Regions from separate parts of the Mus musculus genome. Here all the other regions are linked to region 4. The links are chromatin contacts, called in public Hi-C, Micro-C and promoter capture Hi-C maps. All regions are on one chromosome and are shown on one strand. Each heading gives the region's core, a stretch centred on a gene start, on an enhancer-like site or on the middle of the called end of the contact. The rest is flanking DNA. Distances are from core to core; before and after follow the strand shown.

Region 1 (3,277 bases), core at 256-2,755, 600 kb before region 4:
AACAAGCAAACCCCACTTCCTGCGAGAGAGAATGTAAACTCGAAGGAAGTAGGCACATCTCTGTCAGTTCAAGGCCATTCTGGGCTACGTAGTGAGATCCTGTTTCAAGAAATTAAACAATAACCAAAAAGAAAAAAGACAAGAAAAAGAAAAAGAGAGAAAAGAGCCTGAACTCAACTCCAAACAACAGAAAACACACACACACACACCACTAGTTTGAAGATGCAGCTCAGTGGTATGTATCATACTTGCTTAGGATGTGCATGGCTCTGGGTTCAACCTGTCATCACAAAGAAAAAACAAATCAAAGTGGAAATACTGAGGGCTGTAGAGAAAGGCTACTATATAAAAACAAGCAAAACCAGAACAGAGAGGCCCAGCTGTAGAACATGCAGGAGACCACGAAGACTGTGGCTGAGGGCAAACTGATGGCTGAAGACAGGGGTTGAGGCAAGTCCTGAGAAAATAAGGGTATTCCAAAGGTTAACACACATGGGAGAGGCAGGTTCCTTTCTTGAAAGAAAAATGACCACAAATGCAAAAAGCTAGGCTCGTGGCTAGAACCTGCAATCCCAGCACTCCAAGAGACAGAAACAAAAGGGTTGAGTTTGGAAGTCAGCCTTAGTGACAGAAACCAACTCTAACGTGGAGGGTGTGTAGGGCTTAACAAGAAGATAAACACCTTCAGTTTCGTCTTTAAAAAAACTTTGCCAAGTTCTACAGAAGCCATCCACGTCCCTTCCAAACAAAACCTGGAGTGAACAGCTTAAAATGACAAAGGGACAGCAGCAACCAGGAACACAACTGAAGCCTTGGGGCTCTCACCCTATCTTCCATTGGGCGCTTCAGAAAAAGTTCACTCTCAAACAGAACGTGGTGGGATGAGTGTGTTATTTTGATCCTTTAAGATCTTTGATCTGAGTTTTGAAATAAGCTCCAGATAAACACGAGTACTCTGGCGTTTCTCAAAACTAACCAGCCAGACGTGAAGGCTTTCTCAAAGAAGCGGGCATAGCAATCTCTGAATACCACGCGCTGCACCTGCATAGCCACCGTTGCCTTAGCGGGCACAGCGGGCAAGGGCAGGGAAGCCGGAGGCCAAAGGGAAATCGCCGGGCTGTGGACAGCGGGCAGAGACTGTCGCTGAAGACTGAGTCTCTAGCGCTACCCAACCCGGGTCAGCTCAGGATCTCACACACCCCGGACCCAAACCACCGCCCCATTTTAGCCTCGGGTCAACGAGCCCGACCCTCACCCAGCGCCGGTGGCCCTACCTCTGCCTTGGAGTTCACTTTCACAAACACTCGTCCTTTGTCCGTGTCATAACTCTGGCCCTGGCTAATGCACCCGCCTCCCGAGTGACCCGTAGCTTTGACCGAGCTGCAGCCCAGCTCCCGCTTAAGCAGGGTCTCCATGAGAGCAGTTCCCCAGCCGACCCAGTTCAGGCCTGGAGCAGAAGCGGGTACAGGGGCGGGGCGGGGTAGACACAGACCAGTGACGGGATTGGGTGACAAGAAGGAAGGGGCGGGGAAACCTTTGGGAGGGGCGTGGCCTGACTGGTTAGGATTGGTTGAGAGGCAGAGAGACCGCTGCCAAGTTTTCTCTGGCTGCTGGAGCGCAGGAGCCGGGTGGTAAGTGGGTGGAGCGCCCAGCCTCCCCGCTCTGGTGTGCTGAACTCTCTCAATTCAAACCTGTTTAAAACAATTCCCAGACAGCTGTGTAGAAGGACGGAGGTTGCTCCCTCCGCTCCGGGTTCTGTCTGAAACCGCCAGCGAGGTGAAGCTGAGCCCTTAGGGTTTTGCAGAGGATGACGCATCCTTTCTCAGGGATGTGCTGGCCGCGAGACCATTTCCCTGGCCAGGAGGCCTGCCCTCCTGTGGGAGGTATGGAGGTCCTTGTGCCTACAAGTTAAGCACTAGTAGAACCAGGAATGTAACGCAGAGTTGTTCCTTCGAAGGAAAGGATGCATAGCCTGTGAGCAGATGTAGTTGCCCAGGACCTTTGTACTAATCTGTGTGCTGGACCACACGGGATCCTCTCCCAAACCCTTCTCATGAGTTTGTCAATCTACAGAACCGATCTTTAAGATGTTGATCCCACTGGTCAAGAATAAGACCACATAAATTAAATTAAATTTCATGTAAGCTTTAATACTTTAAGTACTGCCCACGTGGATGTACTTTGGTCAGATCCTTGCCCAGGTTCCCAGGGAAATGGCCCCAGTCAGATTTTGCAGGGGCTTAAAAAAGCAAAAAACACAATTCAGCGCATTTCCAGTCAGGTCCAATCAGTGGCAAGCATACATTCTGACGTATTTCCTACTCATATACCTCCCTTCCACGTGTGAGCAAGCAGATCTGGTATAGATGGGCCAAATAAACTTGTTTAAAGAAGTGAAAACTCGTGACTTGTTATTTTCCATAAATAATAGCCTTTAGCATTTCAAGAAGTATCTGTCCTTGGGCAAGGAGCTTACAGGTCAGATGCATTTTTTTTTTTCATGGATCGCTTAGGCATAGTAATTAAAACTTAAAACATAACTTTGGCTTTCACAATGTCACATGTACGTCACAAAGAGTTTCAACATACTCACACCTTAAGTTTTATTTTGCACACAAGATTGAGTTGATCACCAGGAAATTTTTCACTAAATTGTGCTGCGACTAAAATATGCCTAAATAAACTACACTGGGTCAGACTTGAAGTTTGAACCAACGCCAGTCACCTAGTCTTATTAAACAGAACTGCCACTACCGGGCAGTGGTGACACTTGCCTTTAATCCCAGCACTTGGGAGACAGAGGCAGGTGGATTTCTGAGTTCAAAGCCAGCCTGGTCTACAGAGTGAGTTCCAGGACACCAGGGCTACACAGAGAAACCCTGTCTCAAAAACAAACAAACAAAACAAAACAAAACAAAACCCAGAACTGACTTCTTGCCTCTGCCTGTCTATCCTTATTCTGCTAGCTGTAATGGTTATAAAGACCCTCTCCAGCCCTCCCTGTCCCAAACGTAGAGTAAAAGGACCAGAGACAAAGGGAAAAACACCTTGACCCTGACTTGACTCCAAGCCAAATCCAGGGCCAAGAAACAGAAACACCAATCCCTGAACATGAAATCACGCCAATCTCTAAACTTGCCCCAAGTTTAGGCCACAAAAATTTCACCAATCTCCAGGACAATCTGGAAAGCTCCCCACCTTCACCCCAAGAAACCCCTCACAAAGCCTGTGTTCTGCTCTGCTCCCTGCTGCTTCTCATCCAAGCAGAGGCAGCCAC
Region 2 (3,693 bases), core at 695-3,194, 740 kb after region 4:
CAATTCCCAGCAACTACATGGTAGCTCATCTGTAATGGGATTGATGCCCTCTTTTGGTGTGTCTGAAGACAGCTACAGTGTATTCACACACACACCCCAACCATTCACCTATTAACGTCACTGAGAGAACAGGACCCAAACACTCCAAGAGCGGAAGGAACAGACACCAACTGGGACATTGTCTGGACAGTAACTAGAAAACATTCTGGCAGTTTCTTAAATAGCACTGATTTCTGCCCTAAGAATTTGCAGAAGATGGGAAAACCTGGGCTTACACAAAAGCCAGCAAGTGAGTGTCTACAGCTGCTTCCATCGTGTGAACTCTCGCTTGGAATAGTTGCTTCCTGGGGCATTCTAAGAGTCAGGTGACATGTTGGCTAGGACAGCAGAATGAATCCTCCAGCTTTGGGGTGGTTGGGGTGGGGATTTAGGAAGACACTCTGTGCCATCTTGTCTCTGACTTTCCTCAAGAGACAAAACAAAGGGTCCCAGCCAGCTGGTGCCTGAAGCAGCTGGGATTAAACAAGGAATGGCTCTGTAGGGTGTGGCGGAAGGGTGACTAAGTCTGAATGGGTGTTTACCCGACACCAAAGGATGTGAATTTTGATATGTATAAACCAAATCTTTCTCTTAATTTTAAAAAAGAAGCCACCGTGAGCGCATGCCTTTAATCCCAGCACTTGGGAGGCAGAGGCAGGTGGATCTCTTGAGTTCAAGGCCAGCCTGGTATACAGAGTGAGTTCCAGGACAGCCAAAGCTGCACAGAGAAACCCTGTCTCGAAAAAACAAAACAAAACAAAACACAAAACAAACAAACAAAAAAGGAAGCCACCATCAGTGTTTAAAAGCACCTACTATGCTGAGTGGTGGTGGTACACACCTTTAATCCCAGCACTTGGGAGGCAGAGGCAGGTGGATCTGTGAGTTCAAGACCAACCTGGTCTACAGAGGGAGTTCCAGGACAACCAAGGCTACATAGAAAACCCTGTCTCAAAAAAAAAAAAAAAACCAAAAAAACAAACAAACAAAAAAAAGCACTTGTATAGGACCGGGTTTTAGTTCCCAGCACCCACATGGCATCCTACAACCATCCATAACTCCAGTTTCAGGAGATCCAGCACCCTCAACATGATGCAGAAACTTACACATAATAAATCTTAGAAAGAAAAGATGAAAGCCAGGTGTGGCGGCACTTTGCCCGTAATTCCAGATTTAGGAGGGGAAAAAAGCAAAGGATCAGGAATTCCACGTCATTCTCAGCTATATAGTGTGTTCGAGGACAGCCTGGGCTACGTGGTATATGAGATGCTTTCTTAGTGCAAAAGTGGCTGAGGTTCAATGGCAGAGTCCTTATTTAGCACATGCAAGGCCCTGGACCACCATCCTAACTTACCACACACACACACACACACACACACACACACACACACACACACACGCACGCACGCACACACGCACTCACACGCACGCACACGCGCTTGTTCATAAGATTAATATGCGGATAATTTTTAAAGCATTTGAGTTTATAACATTGTTATTTAATGTAACTTCTGTTGGAGAGGCCATCTGAGCTTGTGGGTCCCGAGCCCTTTGGCAGACAGGAAAGACCACATCTATACACTTGGAGACTCCGACAGTGTCTTTGAAAGCAGTTAGGAAAGATTGGGGATAGGAGGCATCATTGCGCGGTCCTGCCAAGGCACCGGAGAGGCCCAGGGCTGCGCGGGGGCCTCAGAGGGTGCCGGGACCCGCAGGCTCCGCCTCCTTAAAGCCCCGCCCCTCTGCCTGCCCCACTCCACTTTGGCTTTCGGCAGCTCCTCCCACTCCGGGACTTACAGGACAGCCTAACGGCCCAATGAACTACCCGAAGATCAGGGCGGGCGTCCGGAGAGCCAATCCCTGAGCGGCGCGCGCTGCAAAGGCGGGCCGGCGTGACGGACAGCGGAGGAGGCACCAGGCTGGTTGCTAGCCGCCGCCGCCGCCGCTCGCCCCTGCGGACAGCGTTTTATTGTCACCCACGGCGGAGGCCGCGCCAGCCCCGTGGGGCCCCGGGTGGCTCTGCAGCCGCGCCCGCCAGGCCGAGCCCACGGGCCCTGCGCCCCAGGCTAGGTCCGCGCAGGTGAGGGGCGTCTCGCGGTGAAGGGTCGGGCCCTGCAGCGAGGTCGGCCTGTGCCCAGTACCCCCAGCCCCGGAAGGTCGCCGTGGGCTCCATTCGGGCGGCCCGGAACCCCTGCCTTAAACCTCAAGAGACCTAGGGGATGCGGGTCGCCCGCGGAGGAGCACAGCAGTGCGCTGCTCAAGGGCTCTGCCTCTGCGAGTCAGCTGGCCCCCGAGGGAGCAGGCTCCTGCCCCTCCGGCTCCTGCGGGAGGCGCGGTTTTGTCCAGGGTGAGGCTGGCCTCCCCAGCCTCCGGCCATCTGGCTTATAGATTTCCATGGAGAGGCTATGTTTACCGCCCAGAACCTCACTGGCTGCACGTGGTGCTGGGAAAGCTATGTCCACCAGACTTAGGAGCTTAGGATCCACCAAGGTGTAGCCAGTGCCAAGAAGGGCAAGGTATTAGGTTTCACCTACACAACCAGAAATGTGTAACGGGGACACTGGCCGGACTGATGGCAAAGCAGCCTCAGAGTAGGGACACTGCCCCCTACTACACACATCTGGATGTCAGTACCAAGGCAGCTTGACTTTGGACCATGGTGAGTGTATGCTCCTGGCTCCCTGACTCTGAAAGGGGATTGTAATCACTTAGCAGTTGTCCCATGTCCCATCTCCCAGGTCTCAGGACCTCAGTGCCCTCCACACATCAGGACCTAAGACTGTGTGGTCCCTGTCCTCTCAAGGGAGTCCTAGAGAAAGCAAAACAGTTGGTAGAAGAAAAGCTGATGGTGCTGTGGAGGCAGGGGGATTGCAGATGCAGTGGTGTGCTAGGATGCACTGCCAAGATTTGAGGAACAGCAGGGAGGGAGGCAGGCTTAGTTAATGCACAATGAAGTGCTTATAGAAAACAGGGTCAGAGCTGGACTTCTCAGGTACTCAGATTTACTCTGCCATCCTGAGAAGCCATTTCCCCTGTGGGTATAACCTGAGCTGAGAGCAGTGTGGAAGTATTGGGTGATGTGAGCACGGGCCCTGGCCGGATAGCCTGCTGTACTTGTGCAAAGCTCAGGGATGGAGAGGGTGTATAAAGGAGAGAGTCTGGGGCAGAGTTCAGGGCGTCTTGGGCTTTCAGGGATGAGAAGAGCCAGTGGGAGACTGCAAGAGAGAGCACCCTGCAAGGGAGGTATCAGGGTGCCTCTGAAACAAGAGAACAGCTGCCAGGTCCCCGGAGTTCATGGATGCTCTGTGGTGACGCAGGGACTTGGGAGTCCACATCCTACTAGGGTAGCTTGAAGCTGTTGCAGGATCTCCAGGATCCAACCTCAAAGCCACATGTACCTCAGGATAGCCCAGGAAGATGCACTTTTTTTTTAATGTAGAGAATGTCCTAGGGCTGGGGTGAATGGCAGAGCCAGGCTCACAGCCACCACTGCCTGCTGCTAGCACCCTCTGGGATCGCTGACCCCCAGCTACTCACAGCTCACCATTTAGAGCCCAGCGTAGGGTTTAGAACAATCTTGTCTTCTCGTGCTCCTGGCAGAGCTCCTCCATCCCCAGTGGTGGCTTCTGAGAGTTTTGGTGGCAGGTAGACCCA
Region 3 (3,205 bases), core at 182-2,681, 530 kb before region 4:
ACATCGTGAGTTCCAGGGTTAGAGAATGAGACCTTGTCTCAACAAGATAAAGTGGAAGTACTGAAAGAAACACGCTCTCATGTGGCTCCTGGTAAGTGTCAGAGGTTTGTTAGAGCTGTGGCCAGACATTTCCCTAGAGATGAAGCCCTTGTCACTCCTTGCCAACAAAAAAACAAAAACCAAAAACCAAAACAAAGCCACCACAACATTCTGGCGTTATAAAGGCTCAAGTATAGGTCTCTCTTCTGGTCCTGCTGCTTAGGAAGCTAGACCCTATGAGAGATTAAACAACAGGAAAACTGAAATAAGATAAAGCTTGGATACCCTAAGTTTTTATTAGTGATTTACAATGTCTTAACATTTTTTGAGTCTCCAGATACATAATAACAATGTCCTTAGAGAAGCAGGAGTGTAGCCATCTGAGCCACTGAAGGCCTGAAGCTGGGGTCATCCAGCCCTGTGGAGATGAGGTGAATAGATATCCAGAGAGGCAGGTGAGTGTGTAAGCCAGTGAAACCCGAAGGAACAAGGCCTCCTTGACAGTGGCCAACTATCAAGACATCCTGCCAGGACCTTCACAGCCACCTTATTGTTGTGCAAATGTTCTCACAGATGGTGAGACCGTTTAGGGCTTGAACATTCATGCCTCAGCTGCCCTTTCTTAGGTTCATAACTAGAGAGATGAAAGGACAGTCCCTGAAGTGGTTTCCCCTCCCCTCTTCAGTGCTGATGGGATGAATGGTGGGCTGTGTGGGACTAGGGTCCTTCTGCTTAAGCTTCTTGAATCCTAAGACGCTACAAGTCTTCATTTGGGGGAAAGGATGGTAAACAGGTAAGGGGAGAAGCCAGTGAGGAGAGAGGGAACCAGAGAATGAATTGTAGTAGAGAGGAGAAAGCACCAGCTTCCAGAGCCATCCCAGACCCCTGTAAACAGAGCACCCCAAACAACAGTCGCGAGGTCTGGGGATCTTTTCTGTGAGGTTATGTCCTATTATGTCTCTTTGGAAATTTGTGTCTGTGAGAGGACGTGTCAGATGGTTGGGAAAGCTCGGGAAGAAATAGGGGATAGTCTGTCTGTGTTTGTCTCTCGGGGAAAATGCAGGTACCATTACACGAAGGCTGCTTCTGGTCGAACACGATGTGTATCGTGGGAACGCGGTGAGGGTTTCAGGAGACTGTGTTGTGGGCAGGAGCGTTGGCGCAGTCTCTTCTCTGCCCTGTCCTTGGTCCCATCAGTCCTGCCCTGCTTGTGTGAGTGCGGGGCACCCAGCTCTCTCCGCAGCTTCCCCTCGGCTGCGTCCTGCCCCGCCCCTTATGGACGCGCCCGGCGAGCCCTCGCCACCTACTTCCCGCCACCTACTTCCCTGCAGTGGACGCGTCTGTCCCTCGGCGCTTGCTGGTTGCGCGCACGCGCGCCCACAGATCCGCGCGCACTGATGACGCAGCACTGACGACACACGCACGACGCAAGTCCCCAGGACCCTGGCTTCCGGCCGCGGCGGCCCTAGCGCCGCGCGACCGGAGAGATCGCCTGGTTGCGAGCGGTATGCGGTGCTGAGGAGCCACAGTCCCTACGACGGCGCCATGAACCTCCTGCCGTGTAACCCTCACGGCAACGGGCTGCTGTACGCCGGCTTCAACCAGGACCACGGTGAGACCCCGGGCCCAGCTCCGTGGTAACACCCCAGCCCTTCCGGGAGACCCCGACCCAACGCTACCGCGACCGCAGGGCCCCGGAGCTGTCGCGAGCGTCCCCCGGACCCTAACCGGAGACTCGGTCGCGCCCTGAGAGCTCAGACTCTGGCGGCTCTTTCAGGAAATCTCCGAACCGCTCTGTAGGGAGGACCCCCCCCCCCCGCGGTCCTTTCCAGCCCGGGCACCCATAGCGGGGAGAAACACCCACCCCACCCCACCCCTCCGCGCGCTGCCGCCGCCCGGGTCGGCGGGCAGTGCCACTTTTTTACCGGGTACCTAAGAACCCGCAGGCTTACTGCTGGGCGTCAGGGTCTCCAGCGCTTACGTTGCCAGCGGGTGGCGTAGCGGGACCTGCCCGTCGCGGGGCGGCAGTTTGTCGTGGTTCTTGCGGCTGGCACCTTCGTGGAGTGTAGGTTCTTCGCCTTGATGTCTTAGCTGTACGCCTCTCCCTCCCCTCTGGTATTTTCTTCTGTTCTGTAGGATGAAAGGACTTACATGATTTGCGTTCCCGTGACTGCCTCTTGCCTCTTGAGTTTGGGGTCTTGGAGAAGGTATTCTTGCTTCCAAGATAATGGGCGGGAACCCCTCTTAGTGGGGATTATATCCCCGAGACGCTTTTTCTGCGTAACCCTCACTGTCCTGGAACTCACTCTGTTGACCCTGTCTCTGCCTCCCGGGGTGCTGAGATTAAAGGAGTGTGCCACTATGTCAGCTAACTTCCCTTTTCTAAATCTCCTCAAGGGAAAAGGGTAAAGGCTGATACTCTGGGCTTCTAAGAGTTATAACATCTTAGCTTTCCGTATGTAAAATTTCGAGGTGCTGTAGCAAATGTATGACTTACTGTCTTGGAAAGTGAACTTAACTTGATTTTTGTTATTGTTGGGACTGGATCTTGCTCTCCTGTTCAAGCTTATCTTAAGCTGTGCTCCAGGAATCTTCCCTTCACAGTCCCTGGAGCAAGTGGGATTGCATGCTCACTCTATTGCCCCTGGCTAAGAAGATGAGTTTTTTTGATTTTTATGTTTATTTTTATTTTTGAGACAATTGGCACTGTGTATCTCTGGCTGTCCTGGAACTCCCTAAACCTCCTTAAAAATGTTCACCACCTGGCTGTTTTTATTTTTGAGGTGGGGATCTTACTATTACAGACTATAGTTAGGTAGTGCTTTAAGTAGGTAGTGCTATTGTGCATCCCATTTGCATATATTCTCTTAGAGTCCATGTGCTAGGCATTTGAAGAAGTTTGAGGGATGCGTTCACTATAATCAGAACCTGTAGGATAGCTATAAGCTATAACATTTCCAAGGTAAACCAAGGTAAGAGGGAGAGAATGTGCATAGCCCATTACAAGTGTGGAAAGCCTTCCTTTAGATCGGACAGAGATAGGCAAAAGTATTATTGTCCTGTGGAAGCACAGACAGTTCTGGGAAGAGAGCAGTTAGACTCCAGTGTGGTGGCCTTGAGCAGTACGGGATTCCAGGCCTGGTTGCAGTGTTAGGGTTGGTCCCAT
Region 4 (3,599 bases), core at 888-3,387:
CTCCACCTTGTACGTGGGGCCTGTGGTTATACAAGTTGGGAGTGAGAATACACATGGTATACAGGTGGGTTGTGAGCACAGGACAGCATCCCAAATGATGGCCTTTCTGATGCTAAAGAGCAATTAAAGCCTCCTCCATCTGTTTGGCCTGTGAAGTTGTCTGTCTTGTCCTACTTGGGGAATGCAGGCTGGATCCTGGGCTGGCCTCTGCCCCCTGCCTGTCACCACCCACAGCCACTGTGCACTCGCCCTGTCGGTGACACTGTCCTCCAGAGCCTGGTGGGCAGAATAGAGTGGCCACCTGCAAAGTATGTCCCCAAGGAACACTGTATGAGAGGTCCTCCCGGGAGCATGGGCCTGGCCACCCAGAGGCCCAGTCTCGGAACCAGACCCATCTGCCTACTGAAAACCTCATGAGACCTGCCTGACCACTTCCTGTCCATAGCATGACTTAAAGAGGCCCATGGCCTTAGCCTTGCTGGGTATCAGACACACAGGGCTGCAGGGTCCAGGCAGCTCCCAGGTCCAGGTTGTTGTGTGTCCTTGACTAATCATGTGACTCTTGCAGCTTCATTTTTGCATCTCTGTGTGTAAAATCCTGACAGTGATTCCAGGCTGGCTGGCTCACATGGTGGGCCATCACAACATTACAGGGAAGCCCACACTCAGTAATGTGGTCTTGGATGCCAGTTGAATAACTCAGGCCTAGGTAGCAGACATCTGCAGATCACTCCTGCTGTGGGTCTGTAGTAGGTAGCTCTCAAGGTGCATATGCAAAGAGAGAGCCATAGGATGCTTTTACAAGAGCCCACCTAGGTACACTGTGCTGTTTTCACGACTGGCAGGGGCCATGGCAGGCCATCCTGACGTGGCTCTCTCATATCCACATCTGGCAATCCACTTTGTTTGTCACGTGTTTCTGAGATGTAGCCATGCAACTTCCTTTGGTGAAAAGATGATCAGAGAAGTTTGCTCTGCCCTCAGCATCCTGCTCTGTGCACGGCCCAGACTCTGCATCCCTGGGTTACATCTCCTCCAGCTGAGACCCTGACAGCTGCAGAGGGCAGAGCTCTGCTGACCACTTAGGGTTGGCCAGCAGCCTGGCCAGTGAGAAGGCAAACATGACCTATCTCAAGGCACCAGGAGCTGGGGTGGGACTGCTCTGGCTAGTATGTGTACAGGCCTTTTGTAAAACTTTCCTAGGCTGGCCCTGAAACCCAAAGACACCCACAAAGGCATAGGGGCAAAATGGGAGAGCTTGGGGGCAAGCCAGCTTATGGGCAGAATACACCTGCCAGTCCTATAGGCTGCCCTTCAGGGTCCCTGCTTAGCCTCCTTCCACAGAAAGCCTGGGTGGATAGCCAAGTTGGAGAAGCTAGAAGCCAGGGTTGACAAGCAAGGCTCTGAGGCTCTGGCTTTTGCTATAGACTTGCAGTCAAGGACCACTGACACTAGCCCCCTTCCCCCTCCCCCCCACTCCCGGGCCATTACCCCATAAGGAGGTCAGTCTTAGTGGCCTGGGCCTGTAGTGGAAGGACAGGAGGGAAGGGAACAACCTCTCTAGGCACTCAAGGGACCCAACCCTGAGAAGTCTGTGTCTTTTTGGACGGTGAGTTTTGTCATCCCCCGCCCCCAAATTCGATAACCCTTTGAAAAGAGGAATTTAAAGGGAGGGAGGGAGAGGGTCCCGGAAACTCAGGGAGGCGCGCAGCAGCTCCTTTGTTCCCACCAGGCGGGGGAGGGGTGGTATCCCGCTCGCCAGATGGCCGCGCCTGGACACTGAGCGGACTCCGGAGGCCGCCACACGCGCCCGTCAGTGTTCCCTATCCTGCCTACTGCTCCCGTCCCTGCCCGCATCCTGGTCTCCAAGGTGGCCACAGAGGGTGGGAGTCCGAGAAAGCTGGGCCACGATGACCGGTAGTAACCCCGCCTGAGGCGCCCTCCGCCAGGGTCAACGACCGCGCTTGCGCGGGGGCCCGCGAAGTGCTTTGCCGCTGTTGCCGGCCCATCACCCTATTGCCTAGCAACGCCCACCCGCGCGCCGCCATTGGGCCACCGAGAACGGCCTCGGTGTCCAATTGGTTTCGATGTGGAGCAGGCCACGCCCCTCGGTTCCGCGCGCGCTACGATCGCGGCGTGGAATCGCAGCGACACGGACCTGTCCCCCCGCGTGGCCCTGGTGTCCTCCTCAGTGCAGAGTTTCCAGTGTGACCAAGCACGCCCGACCCACACTGCGCGCGCACAGTGCACACCTGGCACCGGCCGCGAGGGGGTGGGGGTGGGAGGACAGAGATGAGGGCGTCGGGATGAGCCCCGCGTGGCCCGCGCGAGGCCGGGGGCGGGGACGGAAGCAGGCGGGGGCTGCGCGTTCCTTGTGCTCCAGCGCGCGCCCGTGCAGGGTCCCGGCTGGGGGCGGCGCGCGCGGGCATCACCCCACCGGCGGCGGCGCGCCGGGTCCCGGGGCGCAGCCCCGACGCTCATTGGCCTGGGCGGCGCAGCCAAGCTGTCAGCCCATGTGGCGTGGCCGCGCGGGGATGGCCGCGGTTTAAATAGCGCCGGCGCGGCCTAGAGGGAGCCAGAGAGACGGCAGCGGCGTCCCGTCCAGTTCGCCTGCCGCGCTCCTCGCTTGTCGTCTGCCTCCAGAGCCCAGACAGGTACGCCGCTGCGTTCGGGGTTCCGGGGCGGCAGGCCGGTGTCGGGATGCCACGGCTCCAGTGGAAGGATAGGCGGGCGCCCATCCTCGGCACCCCTGCGCTCACAAAAGCGCCGCCGCGCCCCTCCGACAGCCAGCCACCGGGCTGAGCTCCGCGATCAGGCCGAGAGGGGCGCGGGAGGGGTGTGCGGAGAGCCAGCGCGGCGGGCCGCTGTCACGTGGGCGCCGCGCCAACCGGGTGCAGGAGTCTGGGCGCCTCGTGGATGGGGCCGGGGCCTTCACTCGCACTGGGCGGCTTTGGCAGGGCGCAGGAGGCCGCGGTGGTACCCGGGCTTCAGCTTGGAGAAGGCAGATGCGGGTCTGGGTGCGCACGAGGCCCCAGGGGCCTCAGCGGAAGTCATCAGACCATCCAGGCCTCACCGGCTGGGTGGCACGGAAGCCTTCTCGTTGGACTACGGTTGCAAGGCCTGAACTGCCCTGGGCAAGTGCCTTAGGGACAGGAGGATCTAGCAGATCCTTCTGCTGCCTCGGCCAGGTTACAAAGTGTTCGACCAGATGGCGAGAGGCTTCACCTTTCCCCTAACCGCACCAAGCTGAGAGTAGTATTCCAGGTCGGACCTTGCTGAAAGGGTCCATTGGCAGGGGATCGGTTTGCCTCAGCCCTGCTAGGCCTGGGCACTCACTAGTTGTCGGGCCTGTTCCCTCTGGGTCCTAACCAAGCCTGGCGTCCTGGCTGGCACTGAACGGCAGTCAGTCTCCACCCTCTTCGTGAAAGGGAAGCGCGCTGGCTTCCCCGTGGCTTAAGGTGAGAGTGCCCCAGACCCTGTTTCTTGAAGCCCCACTTCTGTTTGCAAGTTCCTGATTTGACTAGCCTGGGATGGAGCATCCAGTAGGCAACTGGAGATCCTATGGTCCCAGGTAGCTCTGGCAAAACATGGTAGGGTCA
Region 5 (3,337 bases), core at 225-2,724, 880 kb after region 4:
AAAGGCTGTTCTCAATCTTGTTTGCCGGCAGCTTGAACATGGTTTTAGAGCTCCTTCAGCCCCTACACCCACCTTCAAGGTTCCTCCAGACCCATGTAACTACAACTCTAAAGCCTTTATTAAATGATGAATTAAAGTATAATCTGCCCCCGGGACTCCAGCTGAAACCTAAGCAGCCACCCTGGAGGCTTCCATCTGCTGTAGGCAACAGAGCAAGCACAGCTATGAGGGTTTCACAGGCCATTGCCTAGAAAGGCACAACCATGGTTGGTTCATACAATCAGAAACTGTTGCTCTCGAGCAGAGCACAATCCCATTTAGCCATGAACCAGCAACTCCATGTGAAAACCTAGTGGCTGGTGGAAAGCCTTTCACTCACCCTTAAGACAGTTTTGAAATAAAGCACAGCTTTGTAAAGAGGACTGCCATGCACAGGGCAGGGCAGGAATTTCTCTCTTGAAAAAAAAAATGTCACTGAGAACTGCAGCGGACCTGATGCCATCAGGGAGCCCCAGGCTGTGCTGTTGAGGGTAAGGGGCCAGGGCTGTGAGAACCCATGGTGAAGAAATAGGAAATGGCCCGTCCATCTGTACCCAAAGCATGGACATAACATGACACCAGGGGGCTTGCACAAGGCTCTGCAGTTCTTCCATGAGAAACTGTCATTTCACAGATTAGTATGTGAATGCGAGACTCTTAACACATATCAGAAGCAAAAGCAGGCGCGTCAGCCTCCTACACAATTAGTCTTCTCCCTCTGCGGTTACATAAGATGATGGATTATCTGTCCACCCATCCAACCTGTCCGAGCTCGACCTCCCACTTTGGGCCACGTCCATTAACACTCGTAAAGGAGTTGTGGAAAGGGAAAGCCTGTTGAAGAGAAAGTGCCCAGAGGCTGGCATAACAGCACCTAGAAGAGCCCCACGGTGCCACCGCGCCAAGCAAGCGCAGGGCGACCGCCCGCAGCAGCCTGCAACCTCCACGCCGCCCCCGCTCCTTGTTCCCCTCACTCTGGGATGCAGCGGACCAGGCCAGATCGCAGAGCAGCCCAGGCCCTGAACATCTCGGTCCCTCCGGACGCCAGGACAGACAGGCGTACTGAGGGAGCGCGCGGGGGCTGAGCGGCGCCGTCGGGGTGGGGGCGTCCACTCGTGCTCGGGGACGGCGCGGGCCGCGGCGGGCGTAAGGACCCTGGGCGGGCGCGGCCACCTGTGACCAACGGAAGATCGGTCCACCACACCCGCAGTCCGGGAGCCGGTGCCCTGCTCGGGCCTGAAGACCTAGGGGCGACTCGGAGCCGCGCTGGAAACTCACCTTGTAGACATTTTCCGTGAGCCGGTGCATCTCCTCCGAGCGTGAAAGCGACATGGTCCTGGGTCCCGGCTACACCACAGACCAGAGCAGGGGCACGGGTGGCGGTGAGGAAAGCGACAACTGCAGCAACAGGAAAAGGCGCGCAGACCAGGACCACAGAGCGCGGCGCCCGGCGGCCGCTGCTTTTATAGCCGCTGAAGGCCCCACCCCACAAAAACCCCGCCTCCGGGCCCCGCCCCCGCCGCGCCCGGATCACCGCCCCCGGCTGTCCGCCCCCGCCCAGCCTAGCCGCTGCTAGGCAACCGCCAGGCCCGCTCCTGCGCCGTCTTTTCTATTGGTAGATTTCGGAGGCGGGGGCGAAGGGCGGAGCTAGAGGAGGGACTCGGAGGCCGGCTCCGAGCGGCAATTGGTCGGCCGCTGGGAGGCGGAGGCGCGGCGCGCTGAGGCCCTGGAGCTGCCTGAGGGGGTCGGAGCGACAGCCGGGCTGGGGGCGGAAAGCGGGGGCGGGGTGGCGCAGGAAGAGCTAGCGCGGGGTGTGGGCGGTGCGGGTGGCACCGGCGCGAGCGCGCGTGGAGGCGGCACTCGGGAGGCAGCGATCCGAGCTGCAGGCCCTCAAGGGTCCCTCAGGAGTGCGCGACAGGGGCCGGTGGCTCCCGCGCTATTGCAGGTGAGTCGGCGAGGCGTGCGTCGACCCTGGACGGTCTTCCGGAAGGGAGGAAACCCGGAGCCGGAGTAGGTGGAGACGGAGGAAGGTGCTGAACTCTAGCGGGAGAACCCTGAGCCCTGGAGGCAGGATCGGGACAGGGTGGGCCCTGGGGCGGGTGCTTGTGGTGGACTGGTGCTGAACGGAGGGTGGCGGCCGACAGTTGGGTCTAGAATTCCGGGAAGAGGACCCAAGAGAGGAGCGAGGGAGACGTGGAGCGAGTTCCATGGGGTGGTTCGGAAGGGAATTGGGGCGGGGGCGGGAGTTGGGTGGATAGCTCCGGGGGAGGAGCCTCTCAGCACAGCTTGGAATTGCCCAGTAGCTGATGGTTTAAGGAAGGGTAAGGCTTGGCTGAGAAAACTGACCAGGTTGGCACACGGGGTTCCAACGCGGTTCCCTTTGAAGAAATATTTACATCAATTAGACGAACAGAGAGGAATTATTTGCTTTACATTGTAAAACACCAGAGCTGAATGTTTCCTTTTAATTAAACATAACACTCCAGCATCCATTTCCTGGACAGCTGGTTACACCACTCCAACAACCCAGAGGACACAAATCCAAGGCGCGGCTGTCAAGCCTCAGCAGGGGACTCAGACGGCCCCTATTCACTTTGCTACATGTGTAAGGAGAAGGAATTCAGCCCACTGTCCTCTGTTTCCTTGTCGTCTATGTACATCTCTGTGTACATCTCTGTGTATCTGTCTTTTCTTGGGTTCTTCTTGTGACAGAAAGCCAGCTTAAACTAACTGGCTGTCAAATAAGGACTTGTCAATTACTGTTCACTGCGACTGGTTGGTTACAGCTGCCCCTTCATCTCACTTTCTAGTCCATTTAGACCAGCATGGTATGGTGCCTACTCAAGCACACACTGATCCCCTCACTGATCAGAAAGCCAACAAGGAGCTGTGCACTGGGGTAGAAGCAACTCCTCCATGCTTGCCCCAGGCCAAGGCCATGGAGGAGAACTAGAGGTGGAGGCTGGCAGCAAACACTTGGGGTCTGTCTGAAAAAGGGCAGAGAAGCTCCCCCAAGAAAAGTTCCCATGGCTTGGACCACTCCCCCTTCCACAACATCCCAAGACTCTTTCCTGGGCCTGCCTACCCATAGTCACCCCATTTCTGTGCTACATGGGTGGCAGACTCAGGTCTGTCCATGTCCCAGGCAGGAGGCTGGCCAGCTGCAGCAGAAACCCACAGTGGGAAGAGGGTGTCAGGACAGTGTCTCAAACCTGCCTGCAGCTCAGAGCTCTGTGACAATGGCCGTCCTGACAGGACTTGCTGGGGTTGGAAGGGGACAGGAGAGAGGAGTTGTGTT
Region 6 (3,551 bases), core at 143-2,642, 520 kb after region 4:
GTAGAGCTCCAAATGCCGGAAGCTAAGATGCCCAGGTGCCTGAGGGCACAGGAGCAGCACCATTCCCACACCAAACAGTCCAGCAACGTTCACTCTCTGACCAGCAGAGAGGTTCTCTGGGCTCAAAACAGCAGGAGAGGAATGTGCTTAAAACTTCATGGGGTGGGGATTGTCCTCCCCACCTGCCCCGCCAGACATTCACCATTCCCAGCCACCCAGGGGAAGAAGAGCCCACAGATGTAGCCTCAAATACCCCGTCCTTAGGACAGACACCTGCTAGAGGCCTGGGGCTGAGAGACCTTCCAGAACCCACTAGTGTCAGGCTGTTGGGAGGTGCAGTTCACTGTATCACTTGCTAGGAAGGCACTCTAAATTCTGATAGGGTCTTGTAGACGCCCGGTTCTAGGAGGGGACGTTGGAAATGCACTTCCACACCCCATACTCTCTCTCCTTCACCAACCTAGGCTTGAGCAAGAGCTTCACTAAGTCCACTCATGTTATGGGGATACTGAGGGTTCCCTGACTGACCCCGCACCCCACAGGCTGTGTGGACACTGGGTGCCTGTGTCCACAACCCGCAGCACTGTGGCCTCTCCGCAGCCACAGCTTTGCTGTGTAAAGGGCTGAAGCAGTTTCTAGATGGAGGGTGTTGGGACCAGAGGTCAGACCTGCCTGACTCCCTGACTCCCCCAGTTCAGCCTAGAAAGCTCTCTCTCTGGAGTTTTGCTGGCTCTGGGCTTCTGAGGCACCATTTTCCACTCCAGACAGAGTCCACTACTACCACTGACTGACTGAAGGTTTAGGAAGAGTTAGCACAGATGGGCAGTCAGGGCAGAAGTTCTGTCCCATTCCCACGGAGCCCGTGTGAGTCTTGGATAGGAACGGAGCTCATTCTGCAAACAGGATCAGGTTGGTAAAGATTCTCTCTCGCTAAGCAGTTTCCCACGTGGCCTCACTCTTAAGAAAGATCCAGAGCCCCTCTTCTATCACTGAATGTTAGGTTTTTAGAAACATTCCAAGCTTGCTGCCAGGTTGGTTCTGTTCTTCGCCACAATTCCTAGGAGACAAGGAGAAAACGAGGGTAAGAAACCCGGGAACGGAGAATGAAAGAGCTCGTCCAAGGTCAGACCCTAAGAGGGCTGCGTTGCAGGCGGCTGCTCCTAGTTCGCGTGTGCGAACAAGCGGGGGGTTCCGGGAGGCGCGCAGGGCCGGAGTGGGCGCGCAGGTGGCGGGGCCGGAGCGGGCGCGCGGCGCGGGCGCAAAGAACAAAAGGGCGCCCCACTCCCGTCCCACCCGCCCTCTCTTAGCCAATCGGCTTGGCCTGAGCAGCAGAGGCTCTCTAATTGGCTGCACAGCGACCAATCACACTCCAAGGCTGAGAGCCCCCCCCCCCGCAACCCCACGTGGGGTGATGTTCCTCGCTAGAGAAGGGCGGGGCACGGAGCTGGGCCTCGCTTGGCGCGCCTCGGGGACCTGACGGCGACCCGTGCAGCCCTGGGGGATCCCCTGCGGTCGCCAGTGGACCTCGTAGCCTCCGGTCCCCATGGGGGCGTCGTCAGGCTCCTTCGGCGCCTTGGGAGTGCAGAGCCTCCCGGATGGGAGGTGGTAGGGCAAACACGGGGTTGACCCCCGCTCTCATGGGAGGTGTTGGGGGATGCAGAAGAGCGCCACCTGGGTTTGGCTCGGAGGCTGAAGCTGGTGGGGTGGAGGAAAGGAAGACACGGTCCTGCTGTTTAGTGGCAGAGGCATCAGTTCATTCTTGGATGGAGTCCGGTTTTGACACCTCCTCTCATGCCCTGGGGACACAAAGAGAGGTGGCCTCTGTGCAAGCTTGGGGGCTAGTCCTCCCCAGGCCGTTTCCATTAGTCTCCCCTCCAAACTACTCCATGTGGAACATACTAGAATGTTTTTTGATACGGGCAATTGACACGGTCTTACATTTTTATGGCACCCTCAGACGGGACATTTGAGGAGAGTTGAATAAATGGAAAATACATGACTTAAAGGAGGAGATGTCTAGTACCCAAGCCGGCAACCAAGGGGAGCTGCCTCCACCCTAGACAGGGAGGGCAGTTGCAGTGGAGAAAGAGGCCCGTTTAGGAGCTGTGACCTTGGAAAGGGGACTCAGTGACCTGACAGGGAGGTGCTGGGTGGTGCAGCACCAGCTTGCCAGCGCTTCCCACTGGCCGAATGGAGGCCCAAGCTGGAGCAAAGGAACCCAGGCCAACACTGCCTGCAGCCATTTTCTGCTATGGGTAGGGAGATGGGGTAATGGTGGGGATAGCTGTGGTGGTGTGTCAGGGTGCTGAGGCCCAGCAACAGGAGTGTGTCCTGCGCTTGTACTCAAGTGTGAATAGAGTCTTAGGAAACATTGGGTTTCGTTTGTGAGCAGTAGGCATATGTAACATAGGTGAGGCCCTGAGGCCGTCCACCTGTGCAGCCTTGGGATGGATTGGATGGGACTGGGCAGAACCTTTGTTCCCACAGAAGACAGCCTGCAAGGCACAGAGTGGTCTCAGGGCAATAGTAGGGACCTAAACTCTGTCTCAGGGACTTGGGTCCTGCTTACTGGTGTCCTGGGGCCCCGCCCTGGGGAAAAAACGGGCACAGACCAGGCATGGAAAAGTTTGTGGTCCAGATGAAGATGTGCGGGAACCACAAGAGGTCTAGAAAGGCTCCTCACAAAAAAATGGGAGCCAAGGAGAGGTGTGGAGCTTGATGCGGCGTTTAAAGGCCGCTAGGACTTGGGTGGGGGGCAAGGCACAGAGAAAGGCGCAGAGCAGGGAGGTGATACCAGGTGTCCGGAGAATGTGGCCCATGGCGGGTGTGGTCGTGTGCAGCGGGCCTCTGACAAGAGGAAGGCGGGGGACACTGGCAACACCCCTCCTCCGTCATAAGGTGGTAATGATAGGATTATCTGGGAGGCTGCAAGGAGGATGTGCTGTGTGCAGTCCAGTGTCTTGCAATTGACAATTGCAGGCTCAGTGCACGCATATACACTGTCAGTACAGGCTCTGGTCACAGTCAAGGAGACGCGGGCCGTGGGTGTGTGGGCCGAGTCTTCTGTGTGGATACTGTGGAGGATTTCCAGTAAGGATAGCTCCCTTGCTCTTCTATCCTGCATTGTCTGAAGTTGCTGTCCTATATAGTTCACAGGTCTGGCCCCGGAGTCCTCGGCCTCCTGCCTACCTCTACGCAGCCTTCTTGTGAGCAGGGGCAGCAGAACCAATCCCAATCCTGCTGTTAAAAACGGGTGTTTATGGGCCTGGAAACAGCAGTGTTGGGTCCAGATCCAGCTGCCCCGAGCCCTAGGGCAGCCACAGAGTGGCACTTTGGAGGCAAGTCAGGCATCGTCCTCAGAGGAGCAGCCCTAGCTGTGGTGCTGGGGTCCAGGTGCCCTGGGGAGTTGGAACAGCCTCAACGTACCAGGAAAAAGCAGACATCATCTCCTGATGAGACCATAGAGAAGATGGTCCGGGAGCAACCAGAATGACTCAACCTGAGCGTGGTGGTATAGAGCCCCAAGCCTCCAGTGGAAGGCAAATGCCCTG

What was found. Promoter capture Hi-C pulls out the DNA fragments that hold promoters and counts their contacts. A called contact is a pair of places that touch in the nucleus more often than the background predicts.
Region 1: a promoter capture Hi-C map of pre-B cells shows a contact between it and region 4, with 3 times the contacts expected there. The contact joins the promoter of Fn3krp here to the promoter of Fasn in region 4. A contact is called at or near these places in 2 of 39 promoter capture datasets (pre-B cells and stem cell-derived epiblast-like cells), 1 of 484 Hi-C or Micro-C datasets (embryonic stem cells) and 1 of 115 datasets of contacts at active chromatin or transcription factors (pancreatic cancer cells).
Region 2: a contact with region 4 is called in a promoter capture Hi-C map of pre-B cells, with 4 times the contacts expected there. The contact joins the promoter of Cep131 here to the promoter of Fasn in region 4. A contact is called at or near these places in 1 of 39 promoter capture datasets (pre-B cells) and 2 of 115 datasets of contacts at active chromatin or transcription factors (memory CD8 T cells and pancreatic cancer cells).
Region 3: a contact with region 4 is called in a Hi-C map of CD8 T cells, with 4 times the contacts expected there. The contact joins the promoter of Wdr45b here to the promoter of Fasn in region 4. A contact is called at or near these places in 3 of 39 promoter capture datasets (the C10 cell line, pre-B cells and stem cell-derived epiblast-like cells), 1 of 484 Hi-C or Micro-C datasets (CD8 T cells), 2 of 115 datasets of contacts at active chromatin or transcription factors (embryonic stem cells and memory CD8 T cells) and 1 of 9 other capture datasets (adipose tissue).
Region 5: a Micro-C map of embryonic stem cells shows a contact between it and region 4, with 2.9 times the contacts expected there. The contact joins the promoter of Baiap2 here to the promoter of Fasn in region 4. A contact is called at or near these places in 1 of 39 promoter capture datasets (pre-B cells), 1 of 484 Hi-C or Micro-C datasets (embryonic stem cells) and 2 of 115 datasets of contacts at active chromatin or transcription factors (large pre-B cells and pancreatic cancer cells).
Region 6: a contact with region 4 is called in a Hi-C map of CD8 T cells, with 4 times the contacts expected there. The contact joins the enhancer-like site here to the promoter of Fasn in region 4. A contact is called at or near these places in 2 of 39 promoter capture datasets (the C10 cell line and pre-B cells), 1 of 484 Hi-C or Micro-C datasets (CD8 T cells) and 1 of 115 datasets of contacts at active chromatin or transcription factors (memory CD8 T cells).

What each region holds. Positions count from the first base shown.
Region 1 is chr11:121,419,601-121,422,877 of GRCm38.p6, reverse strand. It overlaps Fn3krp (fructosamine 3 kinase related protein), which reads right to left and starts at 1,505. Exons shown (of 6, transcript NM_181420.3): 1 at 1,275-1,505. The coding sequence starts at 1,415.
Region 2 is chr11:120,085,078-120,088,770 of GRCm38.p6, reverse strand. It overlaps Cep131 (centrosomal protein 131), which reads left to right and starts at 1,944. Exons shown (of 26, transcript NM_009734.3): 1 at 1,944-2,119.
Region 3 is chr11:121,352,673-121,355,877 of GRCm38.p6, reverse strand. It overlaps Wdr45b (WD repeat domain 45B), which reads left to right and starts at 1,431. Exons shown (of 10, transcript NM_025793.3): 1 at 1,431-1,651. The coding sequence starts at 1,585.
Region 4 is chr11:120,823,085-120,826,683 of GRCm38.p6, reverse strand. It overlaps Fasn (fatty acid synthase), which reads left to right and starts at 2,137. Exons shown (of 43, transcript NM_007988.3): 1 at 2,137-2,654. It overlaps Ccdc57 (coiled-coil domain containing 57), which reads left to right. Exons shown (of 19, transcript NM_027745.1): 19 at 1-142.
Region 5 is chr11:119,941,229-119,944,565 of GRCm38.p6, reverse strand. Baiap2 (brain-specific angiogenesis inhibitor 1-associated protein 2) reads right to left here and starts at 1,474. Exons shown (of 14, transcript NM_130862.4): 1 at 1,318-1,474. The coding sequence starts at 1,371. It overlaps Gm11767 (a long non-coding RNA gene), which reads left to right and starts at 1,472. Exons shown (of 5, transcript XR_001780400.2): 1 at 1,472-1,984.
Region 6 is chr11:120,303,097-120,306,647 of GRCm38.p6, reverse strand. No RefSeq gene overlaps it. Among named protein-coding and RNA genes, the nearest start is that of Mir6935, 43 kb to the left of the region's middle. Within about 2 kb of position 1,392, at least 315 of the 459 cell types and tissues checked have an H3K27ac peak or open chromatin away from gene starts, as enhancers often do. A contact at or near this core is called in CD8 T cells, where this site is marked.